Linked DNA regions of Mus musculus: regions 2, 3 and 4 are each linked to region 1. Evidence: chromatin contacts called from public HiChIP or PLAC-seq and promoter capture Hi-C data. All regions are on one chromosome and are shown on one strand. The core of a region is the stretch at or near the end of the contact, and the rest is flanking DNA. Distances in the headings are between cores, read along the strand shown.

What was found. Promoter capture Hi-C pulls out the DNA fragments that hold promoters and counts their contacts. HiChIP or PLAC-seq counts read pairs in DNA pulled down with a chosen protein or histone mark.
Region 2: a promoter capture Hi-C map of hippocampal neurons shows a contact between it and region 1, with 6 times the contacts expected there. The contact joins the promoter of Tceal5 here to the promoter of Zcchc18 in region 1. A contact is called at or near these places in 2 of 39 promoter capture datasets (hippocampal neurons and liver).
Region 3: an H3K27ac HiChIP or PLAC-seq map of embryonic stem cells shows a contact between it and region 1, with 8 times the contacts expected there. The contact joins the promoter of Tceal9 here to the promoter of Zcchc18 in region 1.
Region 4: a contact with region 1 is called in a promoter capture Hi-C map of hippocampal neurons, with 4 times the contacts expected there. The contact joins the promoter of Bex3 here to the promoter of Zcchc18 in region 1. A contact is called at or near these places in 2 of 39 promoter capture datasets (hippocampal neurons and pre-B cells).

What each region holds. Positions count from the first base shown.
Region 1 is chrX:136,991,465-136,995,119 of GRCm38.p6, forward strand. It overlaps Zcchc18 (zinc finger, CCHC domain containing 18), which reads left to right and starts at 1,683. Exons shown (of 4, transcript NM_025893.3): 1 at 1,683-1,888; 2 at 2,243-2,297; 3 at 2,467-2,606; 4 at 3,049-3,655. The coding sequence starts at 3,174. The region is part of intron 6 of Slc25a53 (solute carrier family 25, member 53); the gene reads right to left.
Region 2 is chrX:136,201,879-136,205,533 of GRCm38.p6, forward strand. Tceal5 (transcription elongation factor A (SII)-like 5) reads right to left here and starts at 2,006. Exons shown (of 3, transcript NM_177919.3): 1 at 1,889-2,006; 2 at 507-574.
Region 3 is chrX:136,243,242-136,246,896 of GRCm38.p6, forward strand. It overlaps Tceal9 (transcription elongation factor A like 9), which reads left to right and starts at 1,839. Exons shown (of 3, transcript NM_011712.2): 1 at 1,839-1,986; 2 at 2,460-2,525; 3 at 3,095-3,655. The coding sequence starts at 3,125. The coding sequence ends at 3,439. Gm39535 (a long non-coding RNA gene) reads right to left here and starts at 1,796. Exons shown (of 2, transcript XR_878245.2): 1 at 1,479-1,796; 2 at 1-513.
Region 4 is chrX:136,268,225-136,271,879 of GRCm38.p6, forward strand. It overlaps Bex3 (brain expressed X-linked 3), which reads left to right and starts at 2,029. Exons shown (of 3, transcript NM_009750.2): 1 at 2,029-2,177; 2 at 2,586-2,658; 3 at 3,039-3,655. The coding sequence starts at 3,067. The coding sequence ends at 3,441.

The DNA of each region.
Region 1 (3,655 bases), core at 433-2,932:
AACCTAGCCTAGCCAGGAAATAAAAGAGCTATATCAGCGGCAGAGAGCTGTGGTGTGGGGGTTAGGTCAAATGGTGTTTTGTTTCTCACACTTTGTCCTCAAGCAGGTGTTGAAAGAGGAAGATATTATGAAGATTGTAGGGCAGTGAATGGTTCTTAACTGTTTGGAGGCCACAGGCCCATCTGAAAATGTATAGAGCTATGGCATCAGAAAAAAAAAAAGTGGTCAAATTCTTTGCACGCAGTTTCAAAAAGGACTTGAAGTAGCAACTTCTGCTCTGGGATTAAGTTTCATGACAAATAGGCTACGGACAGACAATTGAGTGACAGCCCCATTTACTGATAGCCTTCGGCGTGGTGTGGTGTTTAGAACACTGGTTCACAGCTTTTTTTTATAACCCAGAATCAATTATAGCAACAGGTAAAATGCAAATGACATTGCTCATCCCCAATCTGAAGCAAAGCCAAATCTCCAGAGCTGGAGCCCAAGGAACGTGATTTCCAACAAGCCCTCAGCAATGATTGCGTGGTAGCTTGCTGGGTGCCCATACTTTAGTTTGTAGCACGAATTCTAGATTGAGAGCTCTGGCTTCTTCGCAATTTTAGGCAAGTCATCTCTAAGTCCGATTTCCTTTGGGGGGGGGGGGTCATACAGAAATGCTGCTATTTTTATAAACAGGTGGTTTGTTTTCGTGTAAAATCGGGAGCAGAAACGTGTCTCAGTTTCCTCCTTGGTAGAATGCATATCATAAAGGATTCCATTCTCTTCTTTCCCATCTCTTCCCCACTCCTCTCATCAACACAACCATTTTATGAGCAAAGCTGCTGAGATAGTTTGTGGCTATGTATGGACGAGTGAAAATGCTCTCTCTGGGTAGCCCAGCACAGGGCAGTGTTGGCATCGACACAGAGGAAAGCGCTGGCATCAACAGAACAGCTGACCGAGGTGCAAAATCGGACGTTATTAGCTGCTTTGCTGCGATACAGGACAGGAAGCCTAAGCTCCTGGTGGCTCAGTTTTCTCATCTGTGAGTTGATACCAGTTTTTGGTCATTATTTTTATGTAGCCCTATACTGGTCCTTTCATCCTCATTTTGGCTTCTCTCCACTAAGCCTTAATCTGACACTAGAAAGGGGGTGTTTAAAGGGTGTAACCCTTGAGGCTAGATGCCAGGGCTGGGGTGAGAACTGTTAATTCTGTGCTTCCTACCCATACTGCCTAGGTGCTTACATCCTCCTCTCTGTTAAATGGGTGCACTGCTACGTTTTAGCGCAAGACTGATGAGAAGAATACGTGAGATGTCCGTGCACGCGCACAGGACACACGGAAAGAGCTCAGCAAATGCTATCCCCTTCCCCCCTATACAAAGGTGAAGAACTCTCATTGTTCACTTGGTTTCGGTCCCACCTCGTGTTTAAGGCATCTGGTCGCAAAGCATCGGAGGGGAGCCAAAGCAGAAGGCGATAGGAAGAAGGGAAGAGAGGGGAAGCTGCAAACTCACGAATGAAATGTAAATGGGCCAGGTCCGTGAGTCCAAGCTGCACTTGACGCCGCGCCCGCTCCCGCGCCAGTCTGCCGCAGCCCCCTCTAGCAGGTTCCCCCCTCTGGCAGGCATTAGCATCCTGGCCCAGGCTTTGCAGGGAGGCCGCCCCTGCGAACAGCTGATTGGCCACGCCACTACCTTCGTCACTCTCTTTTGTCTCAATGGGCAGAGACTAAAAGCCGCCGCTGCTGCTCTGCAGGCTGAAATTGAGGGCGGGGGCAGCTATAGCTGCCTTGGAAACCGCGGCTGCGACTCTGCTACCCCTGGCTGGGCGACCCTGCAGAGAGCCTAACCCAGACAGCTCTGAGGCTGAGGCGCCATCCTTTCCTCTGCAAGGCCTACGAGGTGAGACAGCTCTTCGCAGCAGACCCTGAGCATCCTCTGCTCATCTACGAAGGTAAAGGGAGGTGCAACTGCATAATGCGGAGATGGGAGGATGAAACCTTAATATTTTGAGCTTCCGAATTGGCAGCTTCGAGGCAAGGAAGTGAACACCCTAGTGGTTGGGCTATATGGTGGTATGAGGTGAGTTTCCTACCTAGGATTTGCCTAGATTGGAGAGGGGACTTTTTTTCTTCCAGAAAGGTAGCAAAAGACAATGAGAATGATTCACAATCCGTTTGTCCTTTCTCTCATCTCTTCGGGAATAGAAATACGGAGGTGGGAGGGTATTGCAATTTCTCTTCTTTTTCTCCATAGCAGCTCATCAAAGCCGATTTCAAACGTGAATTCTGTGTGACTGATTGCAGAGCTGGTAGGCCGCTGTTTTCCCCGGGTGAAATGGATTGGGGGAGGGGTGGTCCCCATTGGCTTTTATTCTGAAGGTAGGGTTTTTCCTCCTGGCGACAATGGCGCCTGTGAAGAAATGATGAGACTGCTGACGTCTCAGACCCTTCTCCTCCCTTCCTTTTGCTGTGGCGCAGTTTAGACTAGAGGCCCAGGGCACCTGGATCGGAGAGCCTGCGGTCAGAGATCAATCCTACCCGGACAAGAGCTATTGCGGAAAGCACCTGTTGCAGAGAGTAGGCTTGAAATAAAGGTGGAAGCCAGTTTCTGAGCTCTGGTAAGAATCCTAGAAAAGGGGGAGGGGGCAGAGGGCGGGAGGGGGCAGAGGGCGGGGGGGGGGAGGAACTTGCTACCTAATAGATTTAAGGCCTTACTTATTAACATAATTCTGTAAGGTTTACTCTACTGCCCTTTATTTGAGAGCCTAGTAGGGGCTCCAAAGGTTGTTGTAGCTAGAATTCCAAGCAACAGTTGTTGCCTCTCCTAGAGAACAGGCAGTGGGGTGGGTGGGGCGCAGTAGAGAGGGAGGAGATGTGACTGACAAAGGCCCCACTAGCACACAAAAATTATTGCTCCTCAAGGTTGGGAAATGGCAGTTTCCTGCTGAGTAGTTTTAGGGCAGTGGGCAAATATTCAAGATGGTAGAAAATGTGATTAGAGGCTTGTTCCCAAGTCTATTGCGTTATTGAATTTTTGTTTTGTCTTGTTTTGTTTTACAGTTTCTACCCAAACACAAGGAAGAGACTGCTGGGGAACGTTCCTTTGGAGGTTTCTGCAGATTGGACTGCTTTTGTTTGCAGAAAGTCCAGGCGTCTTGTATTCAGATATCCAATTGTTGTCAGGCATGGCTAGCCTCCTTGCTAGGATGGGTAACAGTCGCCGGCAGAATGCAGCTTTTATGCCTTTTGCCCATTCCATGCTGAGGGCCCTGGGGAGGAGCCTTGGTCCTTTGATTGCCAACATTGCAGAGAGAAACATACAGTCGTTCTCTGGGAGGGCAGAGCTAGGACCCGGGGAAGAAACCTTTGAAAACTGGCTAAGCCAAGTCCATGAGGTCCTGCCAGATTGGCCTATGTCTGAAGAAGAAAAGATCAAGCGCCTGATGAGAACCCTTAGGGGCCCTGCCCGGGAGGCCATGCGTTTGTTCCAGGCTGACAATCCCAATCTAAATGTCGCAGAATTTTTGCGGGCAATGAAGCTGCTCTTTGGAGCGTCTGAGAGCAGTATAACAGCGCATGGCAAATTTTTAAGCACCCTGCAGGCACAGGGAGAGAAACCATCCCTGTATGTGATCCGTTTAGAGGTGCAGCTACAGAATGCTATCCA
Region 2 (3,655 bases), core at 756-3,255, 790 kb before region 1:
TTTTCCCAAACTACCTTAATCTACCTTCCAGGTGCACTCTTACCCTTAGATTCCTTTCCCCACAGACTTACATGAACCAACCTTGCAGGAAATGTCAAAGGTGTTTCTCCTTACCATTAAAGACATGTGCTAAGAAACGGAGAATAATGGTGTCTCAACTTTGTTCTGGCTCTGCTGTGTAGTTTCAACTTACAAAGAACAACAGGAATTGATGGAGTATTTTCATTTTTTCTTATCCTTGCATTTATAAAACTTATTTTAAAAGCATATGCAGATTTTAGGGGGTGAGGCTCTGATAGCCTCAGAGAGTATGATGAATGCCACCCTTTCTCCTCCCCTACGTAGCCTCCATGTTGGCATCGCCAGCTGCAAAGGATCAAATTCCCTCAGGACTGTGCAATGTGTCTTGAGATTGTAATGAGGAGGATTGGAGGGAAGAGGTGAGCAGTGGCCGCTCCATCTTTTGCTCTAATTCCAGGGTGGAGCACATCCCTTCTCTCACTAACCTGCACTGATGCTGCAGGTCTTCTGTTTCCTTGGCTGGGTTGCTGCCCACAGCCACAGACTTGAAGACCTGTGGGGAGATGGGAATCAGGTGGTGAAGGATTAGAAGTCGAAAATGACTAACAGGCAGGACCAAGAATCTTCGTCCAAACTTTCCCAGTTTCTCCCTCTCAGTCCATCGTCCTTTCTCTGTGTTCTCTGATTTTCTTCCATGTGTTTCCCTCAACAGTTTACCTTTTTTTCTAGTCCTAAGGCTGCAGAAAAGAAAACTGTTTCCCTGTGTCTGATTTCCCTGCACAAATCTGCTCTCACTTCACCGAAATGAGTATAGCTCAGGAGTTTGAAAGTCAGAAGTCAGGTCTTGCTGTCCTCAGATCTCTGTACCAGGACCCCCTACCCAACCCCCACCCCTAGGGGCCCTTGATAATAGCTGAGTACTTTTCTGAAAACGGAGATAGAGGAAGCAGGAGAAGGCAGGGCAGATATAACTACAGCACTGCATTCACTCCTTCCTCCACACAAACCCAGAAAAAAACCCACCCAGCTTTCTACAGTGAAAGGGACAAATTATTTCTGAACCCATTTTGGGTTTTTAATACCTGCTGTGGAATCCCTCCGAGTTGGGGAGTCACTCCCTAATTAGGAGCTGAGCCTCCTACTAAACCTGTTTCTCTCCTCTGCAGCAACCCCCACTCTTGGTCACCTCGGCCTACCATTTTGGGATCCAAATTGGTTGGGGGGGGTGGAGAAGGGAAAAGGAGAAAAAAAAAAAAGAAAAAGAAAGAGAAAAAGAAAAGGGAAAGGAAAGGAAAAGGAGCCTTGGCTTGGACAGTTCACCTTTCTCAACCTGGAGTCAGGACCCCTGCCCCTCTCCTCCTACCTAAAAGGGATTAGGCCATCACCACCCCCACTCCCTCCGCTGTCCCCTCCCCCACCCTCCTCCTCTATAAGGCAATGTAGCTCAATCACTGTTCCCATGACATCTCTATTGGTATTCTGTACCCCTGTTCTCCTTCCAGTGACCCCGTCCCCCATCCCCATCCATTTCCTGCAGCAAGTCGGTGAGCATCTGGAAAGGACTCCAGGATCTGTTTGGAATCAGCTCTGGTCTTAGCCTGCTGTCATTCCTACCCAGCGCTCTGCAGGCACTGAAGGATTTGTAGTTATCCCTGGGAAATGACTCCTTCTCACATTTCCTTCTGCCATTAGCCCACAGTTCTCCGAGAATATCAGAGCGGCTACCCCCAACACTCACACAATCTTCTTCGCCAAAATGAATGGGGGTGGGAAGGAGGCGGTATCTGAAAAGCAGACAGAGTCCTCTCTGCTCGGTAGCCTCTGTCCATTACCACCCCTCCCTCAGGAATCCCTGGCTTGTACCAACCTGCCGGGCTATAGGGCAGTTGCCCCCCCTCTGTCGTTCAGTTTCAAGTCTGCCTTCCTCCACGGAGATAAGGAGCTGGTAGCTGGTACCTGGAAGAGAGAGACTTCTGCATACGTCTGCTCCTGATCACGTGACAGGAACGTCACCAGTGGGCTCAGGTCCCTTAGTTCCCCTCCCAAGCACAAGAAAGTGCGTCAGGAGCCAGCCTACTTTCCCCCTCACTACCCCCACCACTTTCTGTCCCTTCCCCCACAGCATGAGGCCTTGTCATTCATTTTGTTACTTGCAAATTCCAGAGGTCAAATATGGTTCGTGATGTGTGTTTAGTCCTGTGTGCTCATTAGGGAGAGGCTGCATCTTTTCCTAATACCGTTTCCTGTTAAGATCTCAGAGGACTTGGGGACCGCTTTATCGTTTTTTTAAAAAGGGCAAATCATATACTTCTTCAATCCACTTCATCTCTTAGCCACCGATGTTCATTCTACACATGGTCTACACCTGCACATAAAGGGTAGGGTCAGATCATTTGGAAGTGAAGCAAGCTGTGGAAATGGAGATTTTCTTTTCTTTTTAATAGTTTCTTTTTTAAAAAAAAACTTCATTTATTCTACTGAACATGTGTTATTCTTATGAGCACAAAACTATTTCATTTAAAATAAAGTGTTTAAAATAAGGGAAAAGATCGGTCTCCAATTTTTCTACTCTGAAGACCTGTCACACTTGTACTTGAATTGGCTACTTACAAAATACCAAATGTTCTCAAACAATTGTTGAACGATAGGTAGAAAACTAATGATTAACAAAATACCAGTTTCGAACATTGGACTGTGGCTATCTCACTCACCCTGAGGAAGGGAAAGAGCTATGTAACCCAGGTGATGCAGAACGTTTGTATCATCCATACTTTGGGAAGAGAAGAGGAAGCCCTGGTTCCCTCCCCCGCCCATGTTTCAGAGCCTCTCCTCTTTTTCTGCATTTGGACACCCGAATGTGTTGACCTTTTCAAAAACCTACATAGTAGGTGACACAGGTAGTCAATTTAATAAATGCTTTTTAACACATTTCTCTCTCTCCTCCAGAGTCCCACCAGAAGAAATCAGCTCCAGCATAGAAGAAAGGAAAATCAGATCTCCTCTATCCTCTTGCAACTTTGGGTTTCAGGAAGCCTGAAGAAGTAATTAGTGCAAGGAGAGCCCTTAGACCTGTTTCCTTCCTGACGTTATTCACAAACCTTGGCAGAAGGAAGCTTCCCTAGACACGGCCTTCTCCCTTCTATATTACTTGGACAGTATGGCTTGCAAGGTCTTTCAACTTGGCCACCTTCACCACCAAGGCATCCAAGAAATGCCTACCCATTCTTCAAGGTTTCTGACTATAATCCATACTCATCTTTTGGTACCTTCTGACTTGGTATTTGACATGCTGATTATACTGGTTGATCTAGACCATGTGTTCTGACCTGACCACCCAGGATAATATTGAAGGGATATATGTGCAGGAATTATTGGGCTATATAGACTCTGTAGGATGATCTATGTCATAGGAACTTAAAAATAACTCTGATACATAAGCAGGACATAATGAGGAAGCAGGAAGTATGAGCTTGAGAAAAGAAAAGACACTATGCATGAATGTAATTGAGAGGAGAAACAGATACTCAGTCCTTGAGTTCAAGCATTTTCTTTTCTTTTTTAAGTTTAATTAATTTTTTTACTTGTTCATTTTATATCCCACTCACTCCTCCCCCCTTTTCCCTCCCCTTCTCCT
Region 3 (3,655 bases), core at 589-3,088, 750 kb before region 1:
AAAGACAAGAAGCTGGAGAGCAATCAAAGCTGTGTGTTTGGGTGACTCATCCTTGGCCTTTCATAACAAGCCTTTTGTGAGAAATAACCAGAGTTCCTTGAGAATTGCTTCAGTTCCTGTCAAAGGCAATACCATTCAGTGACCTAATGGCTTCCTACTGGTCTGCACCTTTTAAAGGTTCCGTCACTTCCCATGTTACCACCCTGGGGACCAAGTTTCCAACATACAAATGTCGATGTGTTACAAGACCATTACTTGTGGCTTGCAAATGATTCAAATGTATGTTTTTGAAGCAAGGAAAAGATTGCACTTGGAATGCTAACAAAGCAAAGAAACTGAGAGGTTATTGCCAATAAAAGATCATCTTAGTGGATTCAGGGATGCAAAGCAGCTTTGTAGACAGGAAAAGGAACAGAGGTAACAGCAGCAGAGCACTGTTTACTGGAGACTTCTAGATTCCAATGGCCAAGAATGGAATATTGTCTTACTTCCTCTTATCTTGGTGTCTGTAGCCTTGGAGAGGGAACACAGTGTGCAAATTTAGGTCAAAACAACCTTGTATTATTGTTCTGAACAAGCCACATCTTAAATGACTGCTATGTCTACATGTAAAATTGAGCAGAAATCTGACTCAAAGGTTAAGATGACCAAACAGAAGATACAGTTTGAAAGCAGCAATGCCAAGTTTTAAAATATATTTTTTAGACATTTTAGACACTTACTAGGTATATGTAACCAAGTGAGCAGCCAATACTTTCACCTATAGAGGCTTTTAAGTCCTTAACCCAAGCAACCATCATCATCATAAAACTAGCAACTTGACTAGTCAAGTTTAAAGTTTAATTTAAAGTCAAGTACAAGATAAAGAAGCTAGAGTCCTCCTGTTAAAGGGGAACATAATTATACTATATCCAGTCTCACTCCAGCGTGAGTGAGATATGCATATATATGAAATAAAATGGGAATAAGTAAATGTTGAAAGTTTTCTATGAGCTAAGCGATTTAGAGCAGACACATATTGTTAAGACAGTCCAACAATTCGTGGTGTATATAAAGTGTTACTTTCTTTAAGATGAGGCGACTGTTTTCGAACAATCTATGCTGGCAAGTGTTGAAGCAGCGATTCTTCAGGCGACACCACTTCTTGGTAATAATACCACCAGCAGGCCTCTAGAGTTAAACATGATTTTTCTTCTTTTTAAATAATTCCCCCAAGTAACACCACAATATAATAAAAAATGTAAAGGCATATACTTTGAATGCATTTACTAAAAAACACTAGGCACTAGTATAAGAAATGAACATGTATGAATTCACAAATGTATCTAAAGTAATTTGGCTGTCACTTCTGACTGTAAAACAACATTACTTTCGAAAAGACTACAGACGTATTAAGAATAAAGTTTAAGTTGCCTTAAAGAAAAATCCCACTTCTATTTCAAGATTCCCCCTCTCCCACTGCTTTCTGACCTACCTACCTGGCTCCACAACAAAGGAGTGCGTTTCAGATGAAGGAGGAGGGGCTAAGGAAAGCTAGGTGGGGGGTGAGTGGTACTGGCAGTTAGGAGCGTGAGACAGGAAGAGCCTATTATTAAAAGAAGCCGAAAAGTTCCGTAGCTTCAAAAAATATGACGCTCCTCTTTAGTAATCAGAGAGCTGCAAAAAGAACAACAACAATAAAACCAATCCGCACATTCTTTTTTTTTCTTCCTCCAGAAAAGACTGACAAGGCCAAATGAATGTTTAGAGAGGGGGTGGTAGATGGGAGCGGAGGGCGGGGCCACATCTGCCGCGCTTTTTGTGGGAGTGGAGATCGGGGACCGGACCTCACTGGTGACGTAGATCTCATGTGACCAGGAGTCGACGTGTGCAGAAATCCTGCTAGTCTGGTCCTTGTTTCCATCTGGGTACCAGCTCCCTTTAGCCTTGCAGACGGTGGTGCGAGAGGCCAGCGGCCAGAAGAGACAGCTTGCTTCAATTCATCAGGTTAGTGTTTTAAGCCGTTACTGCCAAGGATTTTTGTAGTTTACAGTGGTCTAGGGTAGTGACTTGAGTCCTGGTTAAGTCTGTCCCTCCACCTCGTACCTTTAATTCTTCAGGAAAGGACACTTGTGAAACGACTAGGGGGTCCCAAGAGAAAACAAGGGGGGCTGTGACGATTCCAAAATAATCATACTCTGAGATTTTGGACCCCCACTTTGCTTCCCAAACCTCGTCTCGGATCTACAGATAGTTGGGGAAGAATAGCTCCTTTTTACCCTCTGTCTGGTGAGAAAGACAGGCTAACTTGCGGGGTGGGAAGGAGGAGTCCTTTGGGAAACAAAGGGTGGGAAACTTCCATAAGCAAGCCCTTAAATGCGGAGAGCTCGGCGAGCTGGGTCCGTGGTAGTGCTCTGCTGAGCACCGAGGGCTTGCTTGCCCCACCCCCAACATCCCCTCCCTTCTCCGTTTGCCTGCAGGTTTGTTCTTTGTACCGCACCAGGCTAAAATAAGTAGGAAAAAGAAATCGACCAGATCTGTACCTGGTAAGTGAGGGGGAACTTTATAAAAGACTCCCCCAGGATATGGGTCGGTGAAGGCCTGCAGAGGCTGAAGGCCCCAGTCCCCTCTCCCTTCCCCCCACCCCTTTCGGAGGGGCCTGTGTTAGGCCTGGGAGGGAGAAAGATTTGTGGAGGGCTGGGGCGGGAGGCGGGAAGGAAGGCCTTGGAAAATGCTGGAGGGAGGGACTAGAGAGGGGAGGGGGTGGAAAATGGAGGTAAGAGGGGCGGGGACAGGGAAACCTTGATTGCGGACTGGGTTTCTCAGGTGGAAGGTATCTGGTGAGGGCAGTTAGACCGAACGAGGGTGGGGGGAAGAGAGGAGGGGAAAGAGGGAAGTGGGGAGAGGGAGAGCGGGAGGGGGCAAGAGTGGACGGAGGGGGGGTGGGATGGGGAGGGCGTAAGCAAACGGTGAGGAGACCTTTGTGCACAGCACCTGCCCATCTACCAAGTCTTCCATCTACCACCACCTCCTCCTCCTCCTCCTCCTCCTCCTCCCCCTCCCCCTCCCCTCCCCCCTCGCTTCCTAGAAATCATTGCATTCCCGTATTCTGCAGGAAGCAGCAAAGAAGAGAAGCAGACACAAGATGAAACCCTGCCAAAAAATGGAAGGAAACCTAGAAAAGGAGGATGAGCCAAAGCCTGAGGAAGAGCCAAAGCCGGAGGAAAAGCCCGAGGAGGGGCAGGAACCCGAGGAGGAGGAGAAATCCGAAGAAACTTTTCGGGAGAGGCTGATCCGGTCTCTGCAGGATTTTCAGGAGGATATACACAACAGGCACCTGAGCAGTGATGATCTGTTTAGAGATGTGGAGGAGCTAGATGAGATCAGGAAAGTGAGAAACAAACTTATAGTGACGCGTTGGAAGGCTAACCGAAGCCATCCTTACCCCTATTTAATGTAGCTTGGCTTGCTTTCCCTTTTATCTGATGTTACCATTGCGATCTAGCTTTCTTTTCATTAGCATTTTCCTGATAAGACCTTTGCCCATCTTCCTACTTTGAATCTGTTGCTGTTAGTGGCTTTAGCTGTATCTCTTGTTGTCTGTATCTTACTGTTGATTATATTTGAACCAATCTATAAGTCTCTGGCTTTAAGCTTTACTGATTTGTAAAAAAAA
Region 4 (3,655 bases), core at 779-3,278, 720 kb before region 1:
TAGTCCAAGTTTATGGAGGCAATTCCTCAATTGAGGGCCCCTCTTCTCAGGCGACTCTGGTTTGTATCAAGTTGACAAAGAACTTACCAATGTACTATGGTTTATTTTTTTTAAAGGCAAGCAGTAAGCTGTAATTAATCAAGCTGTCACCCAACTTCAGTTCCGTTTTCTGTACATTTCCATTTTCTGTCCAAAACATGTGGCTTGGCCATGTTGAAGAGTGGTGTCTTTGAATCTCTTCTGGCTTTATGGGCTTCCTGGTTTCTGAAGCATTCTTGGATCAAGTTGATCAATTTGTCTATACTTTTTATTTTTCACAAGGAAGAGTTGTGAGTTGGGAGACAGAATGGCCAAATCACCAGCCTTATCTTAAAAGGCAATTACTGGCGATAATTTTGCAGTTTGAGATTTCGGAGCTATATGTTGTATCTCCAAACTCATAATTTTATAGCACACCAGGCATCTGCACTTTATATCCCCAGGAACCTGCCTCATTTACCAGGACACCATACAGAAATTTGAGGCCCAAACTAGAAGCAACTTTGTTCGCATAATGAAGTTATTAAGTTGTAAATATTGGCAACTATGTTTCCAAAAATCTACCTTCTACCTGTGACCTTTGTTTGTTTGTTTTATTTACTTTTAAAGAAACCGATTTCAACTCCAGGCTTGTCTGGGCCACAGAATGACACTTTGTACAGCGATTTCAGGGTGGAAGAAACAGTTGCCTTCAGTATGAGTTTTCACACCAAGTTCATCCATCCTTTGCTTAGTTCTAATATTTCTTGAGGCATTTATACCAGAGTAGAAGGTTTGGGGATAACTTCTAGATATGTTATATTTCTCAGCTTATTATTTATAGGGTGGGTTGAAAGGCTTGGAGAGGAAAGCCAAGAATTCAAATGGCTCTTTTTCCTGAGGACTGTGGAATCAGAGACATCTCAGATAACACCAGGCCTTGGGAGGCAGAAGGAGGAGGCAGAGGCAGGGAAGATCACCCCAAATTTGAGGGCATCCTGTTAAATAGAGTGAGCTCCATATAGTCAGGGATTACAACTGAGAACCTGCCACACCTCCAAAATCATAGAAAAGTATGACTTCTTTCTGTAGGAACGATTCCAGAATTGTTTTAAAGCATTAGTTGTATTCAGCAAGTGTCCTTTCTTTTTAAAGAAAAAATTGTAACAGACGAGTACAGGGTATTTCAAAACTGACACCCCAAACCTAGAGAAGATATTTTTCTGTGTGATAGTATAAATAGCACTTTTTTTTCTTTTCATTTTGCAGAATGAAGCATATTTTTTTTTTCAAAACTGAAAACTCACCAGCCTTGATAGTGCAAGCCTTTTAACCTTAGCTACAAGGGAGGCTGATGTAGAAGGAATGAAATTCAAGGGCAGCCCCAACAACATAGACAGGCACTGTACTCTTTTTTCTTTTTAGTTTAAAAAGTGTGTGTGTTGGGGGGCAGGGGCTGGAGCGGTCTGTAAATACACCTCGGTAGAAGACAGCTTGTCCAGCAATTATTAAGCTAGAGGATCAATCCCCAGCGTTCCAAAAAAGGAGTGGTCCTTATAATTTTGAATTTTCTAAATCATGCTGATCATGCCTATGTGTGTGTGTGTGTGTGTACCCGCGCGCTTGTGTGTGGGGTTGTGTATGTGTGTGTGTACCTGTGTGTGTATGTTTTAAGGAAATAAAGAGAAATATGTACAGTCTACCCCACTCTCTATCTCTTGGTGTGTTATGGGGAGAAGTTCTGGAGAAAACATTTGGATAAGGTGGAGAGGAATCTCAAAGAAGGCCAAAGCCAAGACCTGGCTATAGTGGGAGGGAGACATAGAGGATGGTGCAGACCCTCCCTGGTAACAGGGAAGGGAGATGTCCAACCTCCTGATGGTGATGCCACTTGTGGTTCCTCAGATTGGTGAGGATCCGGATGAGTGACGGGTGGGGCCCGAGGTGAGCACTGGCGGCGGGGAGGCGGGGGCGGGGCCTCCTGTCGCACTGGCCTCCCGAACAGGGGGAGCGGGCTTGGCAGTGACGCAGGGCCCTCACGTGACCCGGGGCTGCAGAGCGACGCAGCCTTGGGTGCAGTCGTCACGAGCGTCTGGCCAGCAGCTCGGAGCTCCTCTGCGCGCGGCGGGCTGGCAGCGGGCCCGAGGCGAGCGGGACAGGTAAGGGGCCTGCACGCCGCGGCCCTGCGGGCGACAGCCTCGCGACGGGCGGGCGCGCACCGCGGCTTTGTGCACCGCGCGGGGAACCCCGGCTGCGCCCGGGAAGGGACGCCCGGGCTCAGGGGCGGGGACGGCGCGGGGGTCCCGGGAGAGGGGCGGCTGGGCGGGCCCGCAGCGGAGAGCGCTAGAGCGAGCCCCGGAGAGCGGGGACGGGGACGGGGACGGGGACGGGGATGGGGATGGGGACGGGGATGGGGACGGGGATGGGGACGGGGATGGGGACGGGGATGGGGACGGGGCTGCTAGAGATCGTGGGCGGCCGTGTAGGGGGATGGGCGGTGGGTCCGAGGAAGGCGGGTGCGGTGCTGAGCTCGGCGCCCAGTCCTTCCCATCCCACCCTGTCTGCAGATTGACTGGAAGCCGAGAGTCCAGGCGGCAGCGGGAATTGACAGGAGGACTACGCCGCAAGGGATAGGCCCAGGTTGGTTCAGTGGCGGTGGGGGTGGGGTGGGTGGCTGGGGGAGGTTGGGGAAAGCCCTGTCTAGGACCCCTGTGAGAGCCCCCACTCCACACTACTCTTCTTCTCAGTCCTCCATTTTGGTGGCTGAAAGCTCAGGGAAAGGATCCTGGGAAATAAAAAATGGTGGGCTTTGGGGGAGGGAGGGGACAGAGAGCTGGGAGGGGGGAGGGGCTCGAAATGGAGGCTCCCTAGAGGTTGCCTGGAGACTCTAAGGTGGGAAAAAAATAATAATGAAAATCCTTGTTGTTAATCTCTGACTTTTGCTGGTCACTGCATCGAGCATTCAGTTTGGGTTTTTTTTTTTTTTTCCTCCCCTTGCCCTGTCTTGCTTGTGTTCAAAGAATAGCAACCAGGAAACAAAATCTCATCATGGCCAATGTCCACCAGGAAAACGAAGAGATGGAGCAGCCCCTGCAGAATGGACAGGAAGACCGCCCTGTGGGAGGAGGTGAGGGCCACCAGCCTGCTGCAAACAACAACAACAACAACCACAACCATAACCACAACCACCACCGAAGAGGCCAGGCTCGCCGACTTGCCCCTAACTTCCGATGGGCCATTCCCAACAGGCAGATGAATGACGGGTTGGGTGGAGATGGAGATGATATGGAAATGTTCATGGAGGAGATGAGAGAGATCCGGAGAAAGCTTAGGGAGCTACAGCTGAGAAATTGTCTACGCATCCTTATGGGGGAGCTGTCTAACCACCACGATCACCATGATGAATTCTGCCTTATGCCTTGACTTCGGTCATTCCCCCCTGAGATCCATACTGTGACTCCCGCTGTAGCCCTTTTCCTCGCATTTTCCTGACATGCCTTTAATGACCCGTTTGTGGTGAGCCTTGTGTTATTTCCATGCCATGTGCCAGGTGGGGCTTGTGTTGCCAGCTTCTAATTGGAGATTGCCTTCCCACTCAGTGTGAGTTTCTGTCAACAGTGCAGTGTTGCCCATTAGC